Linked DNA regions of Danio rerio: region 2 is linked to region 1. A link is a contact called in public Hi-C data. All regions are on one chromosome and are shown on one strand. The core of a region is the stretch at or near the end of the contact, and the rest is flanking DNA. Distances in the headings are between cores, read along the strand shown.

What was found. A called contact is a pair of places that touch in the nucleus more often than the background predicts.
Region 2: a contact with region 1 is called in a Hi-C map of an unstated tissue, with 2.5 times the contacts expected there. The contact joins the promoter of vegfaa here to the enhancer-like site in region 1. A contact is called at or near these places in 2 of 18 Hi-C or Micro-C datasets (caudal fin and an unstated tissue).

Annotation. Positions count from the first base shown.
Region 1 is chr16:4,492,946-4,498,000 of GRCz12tu, forward strand. No RefSeq gene overlaps it. Among named protein-coding and RNA genes, the nearest start is that of vegfaa, 41 kb to the right of the region's middle. Within about 2 kb of position 2,531, at least 5 of the 62 cell types and tissues checked have an H3K27ac peak or open chromatin away from gene starts, as enhancers often do.
Region 2 is chr16:4,533,330-4,538,384 of GRCz12tu, forward strand. It overlaps vegfaa (vascular endothelial growth factor Aa), which reads right to left and starts at 3,145. Exons shown (of 7, transcript NM_131408.3): 1 at 3,080-3,145; 2 at 669-711. The coding sequence starts at 3,145. LOC141378142 (a long non-coding RNA gene) reads left to right here and starts at 2,194. Exons shown (of 4, transcript XR_012391910.1): 1 at 2,194-2,458.

The DNA.
Region 1 (5,055 bases), core at 1,281-3,780:
AGTGACAGTGCTTTGGTATGTAGTGACTGTCAGGTCATTGACTCCATTAAATGTTTGTAAAGGGGGTAACTCCCTCTCAGCCATGTGGCTCGTACCAGTCTTTCGCTGCAGGAAGTCAGGAATCACCTGAGCTGGAAAGGGGCGTGGCTCCACCAAAAGGCGGCCAATGTTTTGTTTACATTCTCTCAGCGTAAGTGTAGGAGAGGTGTGTTGGGACAGGCCCACTGCCGGTCCTCCAGCATTGCTTACATAGCCAGCGTGATGAGCGCTGCGTTGGGAAAGTGAGTGGCGTGGTGTGTAGGTGTTATCGCTGGCGCTGTTTCAATGCATGAATGGCATCTGGAATGTGTGTTCAGGGAAAGGTGGAGAGCTCAGTGTCATTTTCTCCAGGTAGCCTCAATGCGGCACGCTATAAAAGCAGACTTTAACCTCCACATAACGAGAGGTCAGGTTAATGGTTTGATTGATTCGTTCACCTTTGATACGTTCGCCAGAGTTCATTCGCGTTATTTCCAAGCAACTGGTCTGTTGCACTGGAAATCCCCCTGTGTTTCTTGAGATGTTGTTTCCTGATGCTTTGCTTTGGAATGCTTCGGCAGGTCTGGACTTGCCCAGCTGTCAACTTTTTTTTTTTTTGCAGTATTTCTGGCATTAGGTCTGTCCACAGCAAAACACACACAAGCACATGCTTACACAAAACTCGCATTCTTGAAAATTATTAGCATACCGAAACCAGCATAATATGCCTCAGTCATGCAATGACCAGATTCTTGGGATTCCTTTGGTTCATTATTTTATTTTTTTTCTGCAGCATTTATTCAAATATTTTTTATTTGTGGAAAATCTGCAGTTTGATATTCAGTGTGATGTGACACTGGTATAGGACTTTAAAATTCTGAAATAATTATGAGAAAGGTTATACAACGAACTAAATCCGGAATCTTGGAGTTAAAACACTAAGGGCTCTATTTTGATGATCTAGGCACAAAGTCTAAAGAGCATGGCGCACAAGCATTAAAGACGTGTCCGAATACACTTTTGCTATTTTAAGGACGAAAAAAATACACTCTGCGCCCTGATGCATGGACTAACAGGGTTGTGCTCATTCTCTTAATGAGTTATGGGTGTGTTTTGAGCATAACGTGCATTTAACCAATCAGTCTCATCTCCTATTCCCTTTAAGAGTTGCGTCACACCATGGAGCATTTGCTATTTACATGGTGGACTTTATAAGTGGAAAAACTGAATGCTTCCCCACTGGACCCATTTCCCTAACCCCAACCAATAGTGTTTTCAAAAGCACCGATTGACCAGGGCCCACCCACTTTCCTAACCCCAACCAATAGTGTTTTCAAAAGCACCAATTGATCAGGGCCCACCTACTTTCCTAAACCCAACCAATAGTGTTTTCAAAAGCACCGATTGACCAGGGCCCACCCACTTTCCTAAACCCAACCAATAGTGTTTTCAAAAGCACCGATTGACCAGGGCCCACCCATGTTCCTAAACCCAACCAATAGTGTTTTCAAAAGCACCGATAGACCAGCGCCCACCCACTTCCCTAAACCCAACCAATAGTGTTTGCAAAAGCACCAATTGACCAGGGCCCACCCACTTTCCTAACCCCAACCAATAGTGTTTTCAAAAGCACCGATTGACCAGAGCCCACCCAACTCCCTAAACCCAACCAATAGTGTTTTCAAAAGCACCGATTGACCAGCGCCCACCCACTTTCCTAAACCCAACCAAGTGTTTACAAAATCACTGATTATCCAGCACCCACCCACTTCCCTAAACCCAACCGATAGTGTTTTCAAAAGCACAGATTGACCATCGCCCACCCACTTCCCTAAACCCATCCAACAGTTTTTGGTTTTGTGTTTGCTTTGTAGAACCGTTCTCGACTCGAACCTCGTTGTCAATGCATCTCAAATCCTCCAATGTACACAGCGAGCCATGGAACAAACTGGTAACAGCTGAAAAACCCTTCCACACTGAGGTAACGAAATGCAGCCATACGTGCCTCTGGCTACATAATTTGCGATCTCCAGAAATGTATATAGGACTACATTTTCAGAATGAGCATATGTAGGAAAAATATGCAGATGGGCTAATAGTTCAGGAGGACTAATAATTCTGACTTCAACTGTATATATTGCATCACTTGCCTTTAAATATAAATATAATGCTACAAAACCTGTTACTATTTCTGTAATGTGTATTTGTGTGTTCTGTTAATCTCTCTTAAGGTGTGAACACTACCTGGCACGCGAGCCTAATGTGGGCACTTGACTTATCCTAATGAAGAATTCACACCCTTGACATCTGAGCATGGGAATGTGCTCCTAACCTGCAGTAAAAGTCAGTCATGTCGAGAGCTGGACGAGTGTAGAGCTCTCTTGTGAAGAGCACTAAAACATACCTTCCCGTAGTAAAATTGCAATCCCAGTGGATTATCAGCAAATTTATGTGGCTAAACAGTGCCGAGGTTTACACAGAGATTCTGTCCAGAGTAACAGCTGCTCTCTGCTGAATTACAGAGGCTCATGCTGGGATCTCCTTCTCACCCTCTGGTTCATATATCACTGAGTCCTTCTCTGCGAGACAAAGTCACTCTGCACTTTTATTACTTGTGCTACTAAATTTTTTCTAAGAGTCTCAGGGGCATGCTGGGTAAGTGATTAAGTGGTAGAGAGGTTTATAACTCTTAGGTGTCCAACTTAGCATGGAAACCACTTTCAGCTTTTTGGAAAGGAAGCTGTTTCTGTGAAGAAACTTATAAACGATGTACATCTATCTTATATTGTCTTATTTGTTTATCTCTTACAGTGATTGGTTAATCGGTTTTGAAAATTGCCAAGAGATTTCTTATGTAAAAAACGTGACTCCATTCATAGAACTGAAAATGTGGAAAATATGGAAAATCAGTCATTCATTCATTTTCCTTCGGCTTAGTCCCTAACATATGCATTCCTGCATATGTTTTACACAGCGGATGCCCTCCTCGCCGCAACCCAGTTATATATTTATAAATATCAATGCAATCTCACGGCAATTGGTAACTTTTTGATTTAGTGGCTAATTCGTATGAATTTTTACGATCTCATTCGTACAATTTAGTACGATTTGTTCATCACCTAATGACAGTTGGGGTTAGGGGTGCGGTTGGGTGCCACGCCTCCTTTTTAAAATCGTACATTTTCGTACGACTGAACTCTGCCTCGTGAGATCAGGCTGTATATATATATATATATAAACACACACACACAAACACTCACTGGCCACTTTATTAGGTACACCTTACTAATACCGGGTTGGACCCCCTTCAGAGCTGCCTTAATCCTTCATGGTATAGATTCAACAAGGTATTGGAAATATTCCTCAGAGATTTTGGTCCATAGTGACATGATAGCATCAGGCAGTTCCTGCAGATTTGTGGGCCTCACATCCATGATGTGAGTCTCCTGTTCCACTACATGCTAAAGTTGCTCTATTGGATTGAGATCTGGTGACTGTGGAGGCCATCTGGGTACAGAGAACTCATTGTCATGTTCAGCAAACCACTCAGAGACGATTCGCGCTTTATGATATGGTGCGTTATCCTGCTGGAAGTAGCCATCAGAAGATGGGTTCACTGTGGTCATAAAGGGATGGACATGGTCAGCATCAATACTCAGGTAGGATGTGGCGTTGCCGCAATGCTCAATTGGTACCCAAAATGTGCCAAGAAAATATCCCCCACATCATTACACCGCCAGCACCAGCCTGAACCATTGATACAAGGCAGGATGGATCCATGCTTTCATGTTGTTAAAGCCAAATTCTGGCCCGACCATGTGAATGTCGCAGCAGAAATTGAGTCACTTAAATCTTCTCCATTCTGATATTCTGCTTAAACTGCAACAGATCATCTTGACCATATCTACAAGCCTATATGCAGTTGAGTTGCTGCCATGTGATTAGATATTTTCTTAATGAGCAGTTGAACAGGTGTACCTAATAAAGTGGCCGGTAAGTGTGTATAAGTATATATATATAATTCCACATTTGATGATTCACCCAATCCCATTTGACTGACAGTTTGAAAAACAGAGGGGGGTCTTCCATATATCTGTCTTATCTGCAGAGAAACAGACAGGTTTACATCAGTATCCCATTAGCCGCCACTCAACCCCCACATTATTCATGTATGTTCCTTATCCACACGAAATGTAAATCACTTGTGTATGTGTGTGTGTTCCATGCAGAAGATCAATCAGTGTAATTCCTCTCACGTGCTGCTCCACCAGCTCTAAAACACATACACAGTATACAGTGTTGCATTTGTATTTAAAATGCAAACTTTATATATGATTATGATTGATTATTAATGATAATAAATACAAAAACATTTATAAACTATCTGGCTGCAAATATGAGCAAACTCTGAATCAAAATACAACTTGCATACAGACCTGGAGACCGCAGACACATTGGTAGACTTGTCAGACACGAAGAATGAGGCGTGAAATCACTGTTAACCTTCATTGTCTGCTACTGATATGTGATCTGGATCGAGTCCATCGTCTCCAGTCAGCGCTGGTCTGAACTGCCCTCCAGACAGGAAAATGTGACAGCAGCATTGTTTGCTTAACACTCCAATAATTACTCAAGCATTTACAGTATCACGAGCTACAGTTACTCAACCCACTTCAAAGTATGATAAAAGGTGAAGGGGGAAATTTTTCTTTTACTGTATTATTCTTCCACTCCTAGGTAGCTCTTTTCTTAGAATACTTGTGGTTATTGTAGCTTAAGCATGTGAATATTTTACAATCGAGCAAATGCTTTCATCTAAAGCATTTCATATTTTATAGTAATGGCGAATTCGGATCATTTTACTGATTCGGACCGAGATTAACAACATTTTTTTTGAGTCATTTCATTCAATTTGCCAAAATAACATTAAAAGGCTAAGAGTTTCTTCCAAACACAACTAGCCCAAACGTTGATCACACTGCAAACAAGTCAGAACTAGAATGCAGTAAGAAAGAGAAAATAATCCTTCATTGTTTA
Region 2 (5,055 bases), core at 1,895-4,394, 41 kb after region 1:
TGATTAAATGTTGAGAAAATTAGATTTTTTTTGCGTGAACTATCCCTTTACCCAATAAGGTTCGGTCTCTGTTATGATGCAAATGTGCTTTAAACACTAAGCAAAATCCTCAAGCAGATGTTGTGGGAAAGTGAATGCGAATGGAAGCAGATGGGGAATGATGTAAAAATAACAATACGCGTTCACTCAGAAACGTAACAGGGACTCTATACAAACAACCTGGTCCACTGCTAACAAATAATTGTGACCTTGAGGACAAATCAGGAATAAATCATACAGTGTCTCTGTTAATAAACAAACACGGCCATGGTCAATGACTCCACACAAGGTTGCTTGCGGGCAGAATGAATTATTCACTTTGACGATCCTTTGCACGGCCTAATGAGGGTGGGAAATATCTCCTAATCTTGAGTGTCTAAGCAAATATTTATGAATGTTTAGTTTCAGCGTGATATTAGGTGGAGTGAGGGTTGCGTAACAAACGCACACACACACTACAGTGGGCGATTACCTGCCTTTTAAGTGACAGAACTTGAGATAAAAGCGAGAGTGTAATTACAAACACGTCCTCTAGGTGGTGCTGCTCTCTTTTTAGATACTTTTTTCACGTCATGAAAACTTCACATCATCATCTATGAAGAGATTTAAGCACATTTAAGGTGACTTACCATCATTTTTGCTCTTTCCCCCTTCTTTGGGTATGTGGGCAGCCTATCAGGATAGAGAAATGACAATTACATATAACAGAACACACAATAAAAGATATAGATTATTATTTATAATAATGTAATTATCTTTGGCATATTGCATTAACTATTACTTTCTTTTTTCACTTAAACTATACTATAACGTTCAGAAGTTATTAGATGCTTCATGGTTTACTAGGAAATGTGCACTGGATTACTGACTCTAAATACTCCCGTTGGCCAAAATAATAATCGAAGAAGGCACTACAGGATATTTCCTCTGGCAATGTTAGTTTTCTATGGTTTTAATTAACAAACTCGCAGTTTTGTCAGGTAATAAACAACAGATTCCTCTAGCTTGAGGAACTGCATGTTCTTCAATAAAATTAGCATCTGTTAATGGGCTAAAAACAAGAAAGAAGTGAGATGTCAGTTTACGAATGTGTGAAACTTGAGCATTTAGGGGTACAACAGCTTGTTTCTAATGCAGTGCTATCACTTGCACAGTTTTATGTATGTATAGCTTATCATATGAGCACTGTAGCCTGTGTGACACTGGACCACAAAACCCAGCCTGATCTCACGAGGAAACATAAGTATATTACGTTTTGTCAGTCTGATCTTACGAGGAAATGCAACACATGCATGCCCATACTCAGTCCTGGAGGGTCGGTCTCCTACATGTTTATGTTTCAACCCCAATTAAACACACCTGAACCAGCTAATCAAGCTCTTTTTAGGTATGCTAACACTTTCAGGTAAGCGTGTTGAAGGAAGTTGGAGCTAAACTATGCAGGATACCGACCCTCCAGGATCAAGTTATGACATCCATGGCTTAAAACATGGATCAAAATGATAATTTCCCCCCCCTTTTTTATCAAAAATCATTACAATATTAAGTAATTAATCTTGTTCCATGAAGACATTAGCAAATGTGGTACCATGAATATATACAAACTGCATTTTTTATTAGTAATATAGCAATGTCGATTGCTAAAACTTTATTTGTAAGACTTTAAAGATGATTTTCTCAATATTTGTATTACTTTTTAATCTTAAATTTCAGTATCTGAGCCAAATATTGTCCTAACAAAGTGTACATCAATGAAAACTCATTCAGCTTTAAGATAATGCATAAATCTCAGTTTCCAAAAATTGACACGTATGGTTTTGTTGTCCTGGGTGGTCCTATATTAGTATTTTAATGCATATTTAACTCAAACACACATACAGCAGTCATTATACTTATTTCACATCATTTTATGTCATGGTGGTACATTTAAAGAAAACCTTAAAAGGGCTTTTAAAATCATTAATGCAAATAAATAGTTTATTTTACAACAGAGAAACCTTCTATAATCTTCATAAGGGACCTTATTTGTCATTCAAAGAGGCTCCAGAGAGCCAATCATCTTCCAGCAATCCTTCAGACTATTCTTCTTTCCCGCCTACAGATTAGTCTCGCCATGGTGTGTGTGTGTGTGACCGGTTGCTGGTTGCTCGCGTTACTGCAGGTGGTGGACTGGCGCAACAACTCTCGGTGTTGCGTGAGAATCTCCCCGGTTTGCCTCTCTGACCATCTGCTACATATATAAGCAGACGTTTCTTGTTCTCTTATTTTCTGCATTTAACATTGAGACAACCACGACTGCCCGCCGAGGTAAAAATTTACCTCAGGCGAATGTGTTTCTTGACAGCAGACATGCACTCTCGTGCCACTATTCAAGTAAATGAATTAATTAGGCGGGAGACAAAGAAAAGCAGGATTTCAGGTAATATCTTGTTGTTATTCTCGTCAAGAGAGCATTGTGTGACAGCATCTTAAGTCTTAAAGCATCGCGAGCACAAGTGAAACGCCGAAAGTCGTTTTGTATCTCTATTGATGGCATTACTAGTAAGAAATAACCTCCTGGTTGATTCAGCACCCGGATGACGCGTTACTGCACGTAACATCTCACATATAGTGATATCTCACCAAATCCTTCGCTTAAGTGAGATTAAACCTTAGGATAGCAGCAGTCCCATACTATTGTTAGCCTATAAATATTCCTGTCAAAGCAGACAGCGCAACAGAAGGACCATCTCTGATTTAAGTGAAAACTTATGGTTAATATCCACATTATGAGTAACATGTTGTGCAATAGGAAGGCTTTAAAGGTCATCCATAGATGACAATAAAAAGATACAAGCTTGCTTTCTATTATAAGTAACATTAGGCTAATCGTTTTGAAACAAAGTAAGTAAATGTAAACTTTATGTAACTTATTGTAGCATATAAATGGTGTGGGCTATTGCATTTCGTCTTTAAGACGATCTCACGTTACACATTAATAATAAACAACCCCAATGCACATGAATTTCTCTCATTTCATACTGACCCCCTGAACCCTTACCTTTACAGCAGACAGATGGAGGAGAGCCGCGAGAAATAACTGTATCAAATAAACAACCAAGTTCATGATTGTAATTCCAGTGGAGTGTTGCGGTGAGTCTCTGGCTCTCAAAACAATTAAGAAAGCGAAGCTGCTGGGTATGAATGAACCGAGTGTGATATCGTGGGTCAAAGTAACACATCCATTCTGCCCTTCAGATCCGAAGCACCTGCGTCGAATCCGCTAAAATTAACTTCTGGACCGCCACCCGCTCCTCCAGAGAAAAAAAAAGGATATAAATAAGAATAACAATAATAATTATAATATAAAGAAAAGTGGAAATCCACACTATCTTGGTCCTCTGCGTAATTTAAAATTAAAATCCACAGTATAACGGAAAGCCGACGTTTAATGAATCTGAATCCAAAACGTCAGAGGCAAAACAAACAAAAAGTTTCGTCCACTTCCAAGCGCAGCCTCCAGTGTGCACGCGCGTCTATAGGGCCAGAGGACGGCTTCTGCGCATATGATTATCATCAAGAGCAAAGGCTTGCTGTAAAGTGATCCAGTGGCAATCCTTGGTTTGACCGCTGCACACGCGTCCGTTTTTTCCTCGTCTTATTTCCGTGACTGTTTTGGCTCGCGCTGGTTCGTACTGCCGTGGATGTTAACACGCGTACGGGAAGGTCTTATCACTTTTGCGCTCGCTCAGTCTATCAGCGCTTCTGCCGCTCAGCGCTGCAGGTCTTGAATCTACACAAGGCGGCCTGAGCCTGATTGGCCAGTGGGAGGTGACGTAGATGATGATGCTCTGTGAAGGGTTTGACTCTCCTCGTCAGGACTTATTTTACAATGTGCATGAAGAGACTTTATTTCACTCATTCTAAAGTTGCACTCACGTTAAACAGCTTTGGAATAATATTATTTTTTAATTATCGTCCTTATTTAAACATGATTTAAATTTGTCTATAACAGATATATTTCTGTTTTTCTCGGGTAAAGATCATGCTCTTGATCTTATTGTTAATTTTTTGTTACATTGTAATTTTTTTATACACAAAAATAAGTTCCTAAAAACAATACTTATTTAATACTTTCCTTTTTAAAATTTCGTACAATATTGAATCTCTTGAGCTTATTGATAATAAGAATAATACGTTTCTTAAAGCTTATGATAATCTTTATTCTTAATGATTGAGGCTTTGTAAAGTTTTTTTTCTTTCTTAATTTGTTTGTTATTGTATTTTTTCTTCAATGCAGTGATGTTATTATTCTTGTATTCAATAAAAGTCAGGACTTATTTTATGAAGATATGAAATAACCTACGCATAATTCCCATTGCATGTGGGCTATTCATCTTCATATACAGCACAAAATAGATGTACATTTACAAAATCTTTTGGATTGGATGAAATCCTCAGGATGTCTCAGACAGTCTGCATCTTTTTCCAATTTGAGTCTTTTATTATTAACAATATAAAATATTAAACATGAAGAGCTCAGATGCCAAAGCCTCTAAATGCCATCTGAATTTTCTTCTATAATGAGCATTTCTCGCAAACTGCTGTGTAGGTTCAGTAATTTCACATTTATAGTATTTAATAGGTTATTTTCTTTCAGTTGTTTGCTTTTAAAGTGAAATAACTAAAAATAAACAAGAGATGAGAGAAAAATTACAGATGTAACTATATTTTGGCTAGAATACATTTTAATGCATTTTATTTCGGCTAGAATAAAAGCAGTTCTTATTTTTTTAAATCCATTTTACGGTCAAAATTATGAGCCCCTTTAAACTGTTTTTTTTTTTTCAGATTGCTTACAAAACAAACCATCGATATACAATAAATTGCCTAATTACCCTAACCTGCCTAGTTAACCTAAATAACCTAGTTAAGCCTTTAAATGTCTCTTTAAGCTTTATAGAAGTGTCTTGAAAAATATCTAGTCAAATACTATTTACTGTCACCATGGCAAAGATAAAATTAATCAGTTATTAG